Regions from separate parts of the Arachis hypogaea genome. Here region 2 is linked to region 1. The links are chromatin contacts, called in public Hi-C maps. All regions are on one chromosome and are shown on one strand. The core of a region is the stretch at or near the end of the contact, and the rest is flanking DNA. Distances in the headings are between cores, read along the strand shown. Region 1 holds the start of LOC112755037 (phytyl ester synthase 2, chloroplastic). Region 2 overlaps LOC112759102 (a long non-coding RNA gene).

The links. Hi-C and Micro-C count contacts between places; a contact is called where the count stands out from the background.
Region 2: a contact with region 1 is called in a Hi-C map of leaf, with 4 times the contacts expected there. The contact joins the enhancer-like site here to the promoter of LOC112755037 in region 1. A contact is called at or near these places in 2 of 8 Hi-C or Micro-C datasets (both in leaf).

What each region holds. Positions count from the first base shown.
Region 1 is chr16:131,314,883-131,320,380 of arahy.Tifrunner.gnm2.J5K5, reverse strand. It overlaps LOC112755037 (phytyl ester synthase 2, chloroplastic), which reads left to right and starts at 3,753. Exons shown (of 14, transcript XM_025802918.3): 1 at 3,753-4,597. The coding sequence starts at 4,165.
Region 2 is chr16:131,366,643-131,371,990 of arahy.Tifrunner.gnm2.J5K5, reverse strand. It overlaps LOC112759102 (a long non-coding RNA gene), which reads left to right. Exons shown (of 2, transcript XR_003179956.3): 2 at 1-70. Among protein-coding and RNA genes, the nearest start is that of LOC112759102, 3.8 kb to the left of the region's middle. Within about 2 kb of position 2,695, at least 3 of the 3 cell types and tissues checked have open chromatin away from gene starts, as enhancers often do.

The DNA.
Region 1 (5,498 bases), core at 2,504-5,003:
TGGACACATGTCACCAAATGAAGAAGCATTCTTTGGACTCGGGGAAGGGTGTTCTCCAGGGGCATCTTGGCAAGCACCAACTTTGTTTCCTCATTCATGAAATGTTGGTCCACGAAGTCAGAAGCTCGGAATCCTTTGTCTAAAAAGTTCCTAAGTGATGAAGGAGATGGAATATTGACATCCTCCTTACCCGTGCCTTTTAATTTTTTCCTTGAAGGAGAATGAACCGGAAATCCCCCTCCAGGTCATGAACCTCGACCTCGGGACCCCTTTCCTCCCCACTTTCCATAATCCTACGAGGTTGTGGTTAGCGGCTGATGGTGGTAGAAGAGAAAATTTGATCACCATCAATATTGATTGGCGGTTGACTTGACAACCTTTTCTTCATTTCAGCGATAGCGGCAAGTCTCCCAACCATATCAAATGAAATAAGATATCGTTAGTAATACGAAATCATGAAGTATAAACTAAAGAGGCTATGAATACAAAACTTACTAATAGCGCTTCGAGCAGCTTAATTGTTTATGAGAATGTCCCTTAAAACTAGGAAACGCTCATTTCACAACATCATTAACAAATTGATATTTAAAAGTTCGCTAGCATTGACACCAAAAATTCGGATTTTTGGTGAAGAAACTTTATAATGCCAATACAAGTTAAATCTTTTGGCACACTCCAAAGTAAAAAAGAAGGGAGTCGTTCTTTCTATCCCCTTCAATCTTAAATAACGTTTCTTTGAATTCATGATAGAATTCCTCAAACAAAGTAAATATTTTCCTATTAGGAATGCCTCGGAAGGAGACGAACCCGCGGCCCTGTGACCTAAAGGGGATGGTGAGAGTGAAGAAATAGAAGAAGACTCTAAGAGTAAGATCAATATCCAAAAATGAGTACAAAAGCTTGAAGCATCGGATAATGGCCCAAGAATTCGGGTGGAGCTGAGAAGGAGCACATCCAGTATGTGTTAGTAAGCTTATCTAGAAATCGAAAAAAGGTAGGCAAACCCCAATCAGGAAAAACAAGGTCTTGTACATCCACAACCAATCTGGAACAATACCGGCATGCTCGTTTATATGGTATAGCCGATCTCCAAACCTCTGAACAGATAAGACATAAAGATTGCTTAGGTTGAAATCAAAGATAACCCGATCCTCCCTCAAATTATCAAGTTCTTCATGAGTAATTATAGAAGGCGTATCCTTGACTTCCTCAGAAACCCAAGAGTATATATCCACATCTGGCTCACTATTCATTCCCGGAGTGGGGGCAGGATGGGATCTTGGTAGATTAGCAGCACCGCCACGCCCTTAGCCCACGATAACCTTTTTCCTAGCCATCTCGTGAAAATCTACAGGGACACCACCACTATGTTACCACCACTACGTTGCCATAAATAAAAAGATCCTAAGAATATAAGTCCTATAGCTTGTAGCTCGTTCAAAACATAGAATGAACTTGCAAAATGCAGGAAAACTACGAAGAGTGGGGGCAAACAGTAATCATCAACTATTTGAAAACTAAAAATAGTGGTTCTCCTACTACAAAAAGCATATTCATAGATAACAAGCACAAAGAAAAAACAGGAAAAATGCCAAGCAAAAGGGATAGCATGCAAAACGAATAAGGATTCAAAGAAATTTCTCCAGTAAAAACACAAAATGGGGAAAAACAGAAGATTCACTAATCTCAAATGACAATTACTGTTGAATTTGCTAATAAATGCCACTAACCCTCCTTAGCACAGCAAAGGACGCAACGGCAACGGGGAGCAAAGTAAACCCAACAAGGGAGATTTGCAGAGAGAAAGAAAGGAGAATGTTCGTATTTGGAAGGATGGTTTTGAAAATGAAATGGTCTGGAAAGTAAAAAGGTAAAGTAAAACCTATTTAAACTTAAGTTAAAAATGTTGCATTTATTACTAAAGAGAGAATGTAGGAGAAGGCTGACAGTTTGCAAAATATGGGGACTATAACCGCTCCAGTGAAACTAAAGGAAACTGTTCAGTTTCTTTAAAGTACCCTTTAGGGTCCCATCAAAAAAACAAAATCCAACATCATAAACTCGAATATCCGTGACAAAAGAACAGAGTCCAGGAATCCGAGTTGGAAGCACTGTTCTGGACAAATAGTAACATAATGGAACGACGATTAAATGAGAATCCGACATTATTTTATAATACTAAACACGACACAACGACAGCGCCATTAAGCCTGAAATCGTTAAATCCCACCATTAAGAACATAACTTAAAGGCACTAAATACTGAAAAATGGCACAATCCAAGAGGACAAAGATAAAAAAAAAAGACACTCAGCAGATAAGACACATGTTCCATATCACCTAAAATATTACTAACTTTAGTATTAGAGGGTCTTGCAGGTTGTCTACCCAATTTAATTCTACGCATGCCGAAATTAAAATCTCCAATCTTCATCCTTTCAGTTCGTAAACTCACTTCAAGTATGGACATCATCATTACTAACTTATTTTTATTATTATAAACTATTATCATTACGAAACTTTCCTTTTTTCATTAGTCTAAATGCTACTATTTTTTAATTGTAGAAAATGGTGTTATTAACGATTATGTAAAGTAAATACAATCATAATAATTTGTCTTTTTTTTAAATATGGTATTTTTTCATTATTTGATACTTCTAATTTCAGAATCAAAATTCAAATTATGGAGTAGTAGTATTTAATTATTTATTCATTTTCTTTATATACATTGTACAAAAAAAATCTTTATTTGTGTGGAAGAAGTGAAAAGCAGATCAGAGGCCACGCAGCATAAAAGGGAACACTAGATACACGCATCCCGAAAACTCCAACACCACCCACCAAAAGGACAATGCACAACTGCACAAGCATTTGCCATGTTTCATTTTTCCATTGATGGAGTAAAACAATTTCGCTTTAATATTACTATCCCCAAATTGGAAGTTCTTTGAAAAGTATTAATATAATTTATAAAACTAAAATATTAAAATTATCATTAGTTAATTTTTATTTTTATTTTTTTACTATTATTCTTTCGAAAATTAGTAAGATTAGTTGATTTGCGACAAAGAACAAATTAATTTTACAATTTGTGAAAAAATCATATGAAATTAATTTTTAATATATTTTTGAAATAAAATAATTAATTATTAAAATAGTTAAATATGTCATTATAAAATAATTAAATATATAATAATAAAAATTAATTTTTTATTTTATTATGAAAATTTAATTTTAATTCATTAATAATATAAAAAATTTTACACAGTTATTTGATTGAATTTATATATTTAAATAATTTTTTAACTAATTAAATTTAAATTTTGTTATTTTTATTAATTTAATAATAAATAATTATTTATGTAAATTCTTTCTATACGATGATATATGAAAATTAAATTTATAGTACAATAATTTTCTTATAAACAGTGCTTATTTGTTATTTCCCTCTTTACCAACACTGAATTTTTGTTTACTTTTGATGTGACTTATAAAAAAAATACAAATTACCCATTTATTACCAAAAAATATAAAATAGGATATGTGCAAATTCTCACGCAAATTAATTTTGTTATGGAGAGTGAGTAAGTGTTGGACCACGTTATGGAGAGAAGGAGAGCTTTACCGGCGTATGGTGTCAAGCACATAGAAATCGGACCGTGTGAGGGGTAAGAGTACAACTCGGACCCAGCGAGTTGTTTACCTTATTCAAAAAAACATATAATAATCAAAACGTACTCTCCGATTTCATTTACGGTAATTATTAAAATTTTATTCATTCACAACTCGCAGGGTCTGATAACCTTGATGTGAACTTCATGTACTCCCTCCATACAAAATGGACCATCCGATTTGCTTAAAAAAAATTTAACAACACTAAAATCGGATGGTCCGATTTCTTAAAACCAAATCTGAGAAAAACTGTCCCACAAATTAGTCTAACACCTTTATATATCATAACCACGCACAACACAATTACAGTTTCCATATCCAAAAAAATCAGCCTCATATGTTCATTATTTCAATCTATTTTCCATAGAAAACAGAATTCATTCAGACTAGTCATTCTTGCCTTTTCCTCTATAAAAAGCACTTTTTTCGTTTTTCATTTTTCATTTTTCTGTCTCCTCAGGAGTCTCAAATCATCTCACCTTTCGGAACCACCATGGCAACGGCGGCGGCCACCGCAGCCTCTCTCTTTAGAGTAGTCATCCGCCGCGAGACGACGACATCGCCATTAGCCGGGAAGAAACACCGGTCCCCCGTCCGGATCCCGCGCTTCGCCGTGTCCGTTGACCGGCCTCCGGCGCCGACGTCTGCGGTAACAACGTCGCCGGAAAAAACAAATCCGGTGGTGAAGCGAGAAGCGGATGGAGAAAGAGGCGTTGACGCGAAGTTGAAAGAGGAAGAAGAGGAGAGCAAGAACAGAAGCGTGTTCAGCGGTATGAAGCGGTTTCTGGAAGAATCGAAGGTGATAATCGACGAGGAAAAGGAGAACGGTGGTGGTGGAGCGCCGCGGTGGTTCTCGCCGCCGGATACGGGGGATTGCAGCGGTTCTTGGCAAATGGAGGATCCGCCGGTGTTACTCTACTTACCGGGTTAGTCGTTATTTTGTCTTCTCTTTTTTTTTTCATTTTCGTTTTCTTCTCAGTATGCATTGCTTGGTTGGTTTACTGCTACTGCTATTGTGTGGGTTTTTACTGGTTCATTTTTGCGGGGTTTGTGTTGGTATTGATTTTCTTTCTGTCGTTTACTTTTCAACGGTTTTTGAACTGCGTGTCACAATGTGTTTAGTCGTTTTTACTAGTTGAGCAGTTCTAAAGTTCAATTCATTCAACTTTTGTGAAACTAACTTATTAGTTTTTGTTCCCGCTTTACTCGCATTCATGCCGTGTGATTTTTTCTATGATGATGAAACATATTTACTGCATCCTTCAATCCCTAAATACTCTCTTACACGTGATTTAGGATTTTTGAAACACGAAGAAATGACTTTAACTTTACTCGTCTAATTCATCTACTTTTATAACTTTTTTAAAATAATAAATTTAAAAATTAACTAATTACTTCGCTGATGTTCTAATATATAATTAGTTATATTTGTAAAATTTGTTTATACTGACATTATATAAAAATTAAATTATAAAAAAATTGAAAAATTACTCTGAAAACTATTAGGATATTAATTATTTAAAGGTAATAACTCTGTTTTCTTTTAAAAATTAGAGGATAAATTAATATCTTTATATATTATTGTATAAAAAACCTAATATATATTTAACACATGAACTAAATGTTTTTGTATATTTTATTTGAATCTAAAGTATGATATTTGAAATAAAATTTTAGATAATTAATTTCTTGTATATTTTATTAGATTTTTGTTAGTTGTTATTTTCAGAAAAATACATTAATCCTAAAATATTTATTTTTATAATATTTCATAATTCTTCTTCTATTAAATACAAAAATAAAAAAAATTGTATTTTTTTTTAAAAA
Region 2 (5,348 bases), core at 1,446-3,945, 53 kb before region 1:
TGCCAAAGAAAATATTTCATTTTTTGTGGCCCCTGCCATTTTCAAATAATACTCTAAATTTGATCTTGTACATTGTTTTGAGTAATTAGGTGCATATAGGCACTCTTAGTTGAAAGTCCCCATCTTGGGTGAGGTTCCATATTACTTGGTCTTTTCCTATAGCTTCATTAGGGGGAAGGACAACTGTGATTTTGCTAACAATATTCTAGGAAAAAAAATTGCTTAATGCTCATTAGAACCTAGTTACCCTCTTTGTTAATATAATCACCTTCTAATTCAATTATGTCTCTGTCAGTTGAGTTGTAGTTTTCATTAGTTACCATTAGTAACCATGGCACCAAAGTATCTGCCAAGGCTAGGTGTCTTTTGAAATTCACATTTTTGAATGATATTTTTTTTAGTATTCATGTCTACATTCTATGAGAAAACAATAGAAGTCTTCATAGAATTAATTTTCAAGCCCAAGACCATACAAAAGTTATCAAGTTTACCTTTCACCATTTTAATTTGTTCACTCAATGCTTCTACAAAGAAAATTAAATCGTCCACAAACAGAAGATGTGCTATGGGAAGCCCATGCCTTCTAGCTATCATTAGCTTACATTTTTGTCTGTTAACACTGTCTTCTATAATTTGTGACAATTTGTTTGTGGCAATAAAAAATAAGTAGGGAAAATAGGATCCCTTATCTTGACCTCTTTATAGGAGTAAATTCTTCCGTTTTGCAATCATTCTATAATATCTTAAATGATGCAGTGAAAACAAATTCCATGATGACCTTGAGAATATGCCCTGTCACACCAAACTCCTCCAAACTCTTATGAATAAATTCCTATCATAACCTATCATATGTTTTTTCAAAATCTATATTTATTGCCATGTATTTGCATTTCCCTTTTCATTTTGTTCATGTCAAACATCATCTTTTTGACAATTACTATACTGTTGTGAATAATTCTTCCTGGGATAAAACTAGCTTGCTAGAGAGTAATCCTTTGGATAATGATGGGTTTAATTTTAGCAAACATTAGCTTCAAAATACATTTATAGAACATATTGCAAAGCACAATAGGTCTAATTTTATTGATGAATTTAGGTCGATCAACCTTAGAAATCAAAGCAAGAAGAGTTTAATTAATCTCGTTAATTCCTTTAGCATTTCTCCACAAATACTTAGCAAAATAGCAAAAAGAGTTTCCAATAGTCTCTCAAATTTCTTTTAAGAAAAGGGCCGAGAAGTTATCTTTTCCCGGAGCCTTTAATGCTATGATTTGCCTTATGTCAACATGGTTTGGTGTCTTTTGTAAACTCCTCTTCTCTAGATCAATTAGAAGAGGTATGCAGTGTTAGTCTGGATGTAGGGGATCACATTGTTTTCTTCTTGGTAAAGCTCTTTGAAGAATTTGACCACTATTAATTTGATATCTTCTAAATCATCATTCTAGCTTCCGTCCCTTCTTTTTAACTTTAGAATAATGTTTTTCCTTCTTATAGTATTTATTTTAGTGTGAAAGTATCGAGTATTCCTATCAACTTCAACGGACTATTATTGACGTGATTTCTGCATCCACAAAATTTCTTTCTGGTTTACAATTTCAATAAGTTCAGCCCCAGCCTTTTGTTTTAATTTTTCTAAGAATGAATTCCTCTCATAGGTCACAGCTCTTTGAATGCCTCCCAACTTGTTCAAAATACACCTCTTTTTTCTGAAAACGTTACCGAAAATATCTCTATTCGACATCTTAAGATTTACTATTAACTCTTTCAAAGCTCTTAGAAAGCAACTTTCTTTATTCCAGTAACCATGAATGAACTCGTGAAAATCTGGATGAGTGCCCCACATTACCTTATATCGAAAAGGCTTTTTTCCAACATCGATGATGTCTGGTTTGCGAATGGCCAAAAGAGGGTGATGGTCCGAATTGACCATTGGAATAACCTCTACTCTATCATCCCCAAACTCAGTTCTCTAATCCGTGTTTGCCAACTGCCAAGGCTTTGTCAAGGCGTTTAAATTTATCCATTCTCGGTTCTCTGACTTATTTTACAAGTAAATTTAGACCCTACAAAACCAAGGTCCAAGAGACCACACTCATTTATCTAGTATCTAAATCTCCTACAAACATGTATCCACTTGAGCACCCCTTTTTTTCTCCCCTCACTTCCTATTTCATTGAAGTCCTTTGTAAGCATCTAAGATTCTTTATTTCTTCTTGCAATATTTTTTTATGTTTTCAAAACCAACATGTCTTATTTTATCTTGAGGTATAACATAAATAGATGATAAAATCCAAGTTCTATTCCTAGGTATTTGACCTTAAGGTGGACATATTGATTATACTTTTTAACGGCTTGAATCTTCAAACAATTATTTTCCCAAAGACCCATATGCCACCCCCAATAGCATCCTCAATAATATAGAAATTAAAACTAAGGACAGAGATTACCTCTAGAGCTCTAGCACCACTGCATTTAGTCTCAAAAGGAGAACAATATCTAGTCTATGCTGCCTTTTGAATTCCTTAAAAGTTCGAATGGTAGCATCATTCGCAACTCTGCTAGTGTTCCAGCCTAGTATATTCATCATAAACAAGCTTCAAGATATAAGAGAAATAAGTCCTCTAGACCCGATATGTTTATAGTCCAATAGGGATAAGAGCCCCTCTATGAGCATTGCATCTCACCCCCTGCAAGGGATGAATTTCTTCTTGTCTTTCTTCTTCATTTCTCATAGCATACTCCACTGGTATCATTCTATTGATCAGGGCACTTGAGTCAATTGAGCTAAAATTTAGGGGTCTTGGCTCCGGGTCTGGAGGTCCTCCACAGTCCACACCTTCCATCTCTTGAAAAGTTTTGAGAATTTGCTAGGATTGAATTGGGCTTTTGAGGTCAGGTTTCTTCCGATTTTCAAGGTTGGTGATTGGGTTTTCAATATCCATATTGGAGTGGTTCTGGTTTTGTTCTGTTGATGGGTCAAGTTGGTCATGTTAGTATGAGATAAAGATATGGATAGATTATGTTTTTTGGATTAGGCTTGGTTGATGAGTCTCTTTTGTGGTTATGTTGTTTTCCTTTAATTGTTGGATTTGGGTAGGGTTGGTGCAGTTTTAGGCCTATTTCTTCTGTGAGGCTGAGGGATTGTGATGGACAGTATCTTTACCTGTAAATGTATTATTGTTATGTTGGGCATGAATCCTTTTAACTTTATTCTTTACCTGGTTGGTTCCCTCTCCTTTGTCTTTATTGGCATCACCTTCTGACATCTCATGAATGTTCTTGATTCTCCATACCACTCGTTTGCAATATTGAAAAATGAGAAGATTGTACACTACCATCTTTTTCTTTTTTTTCTTCTTTCCTCTTCTACTTTGCATTTTTTCTCTGTTTTTTGTACTTCTTTTGCCACGTGCACTCCTCTAAATCGGAATCCAAGGCCCATAGCCTTTATTTGATTGCTCCATGGAATTTTTGCCCTTCCCATTTTTCAAATTGACTATGATGCCCTCACCATCAACTTTGGATACCGCATTCTATATGTGATTTTAGTTTTCTTTGTGCTCTACTAGTTTAGACCACCTCCATTTCTTCCTTGAATTTCAGGACATTGAGCCTTTTCATACCCAACATATCTACAGTTGAAACAATCATGGTGCAATCTTTCATATTCAATCTTATAGATTTTTTCATTGATCAAATATTGGGAAGCTAAAGGTTGGTCCAGTGATACTTCCACATACAAACGAGCAAAATTTTTTCTAGTAATCTGGGTTGCATTGGAGTCAACTTTCACCATTCTTTCCACTATATTTCCAATTTTCTCCAGAATTGATCTATGGTAGTATTCAATGGCCAAATCAGGCAAGCAAATCTATACAACAATATTGTCTATTGTGGCAACAGTAGAGTTATAGTCAGGCTTTTACAGCTATATAATTAAATAGTGGTCTAAAATCTTTCATGGACCCTCTACTAGTGTGAAATCTAAATTCTCCGAATTAAAAAACTTCACAAGGAAGAACTCATTGTCCAAATAAATCATCTTTGTAGACCTTATTTTTTCCCCACATCATTTGAAGTCTTCATGGGAAAGCTGATAGAAATCTTTCTCCCAAGGAGTTTTGACAAAGAGACACTCCCACCAATATTTTCTGAGCTCTATCTTCATTCTGTCAAAGATAACTAGATTGTAGAGACCATTTGGCAGCTTCTGGACAGTTATTTCCTCTTCTTCTTTGCTGTCTTGAGTATCCACCCTATTTCTTCCATTCGTATTACTTTCCTCTGCATGCTCTGCTCCACCTTCGCCTGCAAAAGAAACTTTCTTAACATTTTCTCCTTCTATTTGACCTTCACCTTCACAAAGTCTCCTTCTGAATGTGAAACTCCTCCTCTTTGCTACCATTCTTCTCTTCCATCCATTTCTCCACTCTAGGTTCTAGAGCAACGCTTCTTAAAAATTTCACTCCTTTCCCTGTCCTCTTGCCCTTTTTCATCGACCTTGAGAAAGTTTTTCCACCTTTTCTGACAGGTTCCGTTGAAGTATGAGAATGTGAGACCCATCCCCTCACAAAACCACCATTCATGATGGTGGCTGCCATGAGTTAAAGACCAAAAAGCCAATAACCCCTTGCTCACGGCAGAATCCTAGTAGAACATTTTATCCAGTATTAATAAACAGGACGGATTTTTCTATTTATGTTTCAGAATGCAACAAATTCTTTGCTTTTTTTTCTTTTTAATTTCTTTACTCAACAATTTTTTTCTTTTTTTGATAAATATATAAGCTTCTACACAAAATTATATTATTTATCAAAATTGACTTTTTTTTGTAGACGTATCAAAGCTGACAAGTCAAATGAGTTTGGAGCTATTAAATTTAAAAATAAAAATATATTTGTATTCAAAACACTTTTTTAATTATAAAAAATATTTATTTAACGAATCAAAGTTTTGTTTTTTTTTTAATTTACAATATAATTAAAAGATAAATCATAAATATCATATTCGTCCTGGATAAATAGTAACATAACAGAACGACAATTAAATGAGAATCTGATGTTACGATATAACACTAAACATGATACAATGGTAGCGCCATTAAGCCCGAAACCGTCAAATCCTGCCATTAAGGATGTAATTTAAAGGCACTGATAAACCACTATTTTATGGCTTATCTTGTGCTAAATTGAGTGATTTTCATCAATTGTTTGCACACTTATTCACATAATTTGTATAGTTTTACAAATCCTTCCTAATTCTGTGATATAGTTGAAAACATGTTTCCTGGGCCTTTAAACTGTCAATTTTAATTACCCTTTAAATCATTCGATGCTGTGATCTGTGTG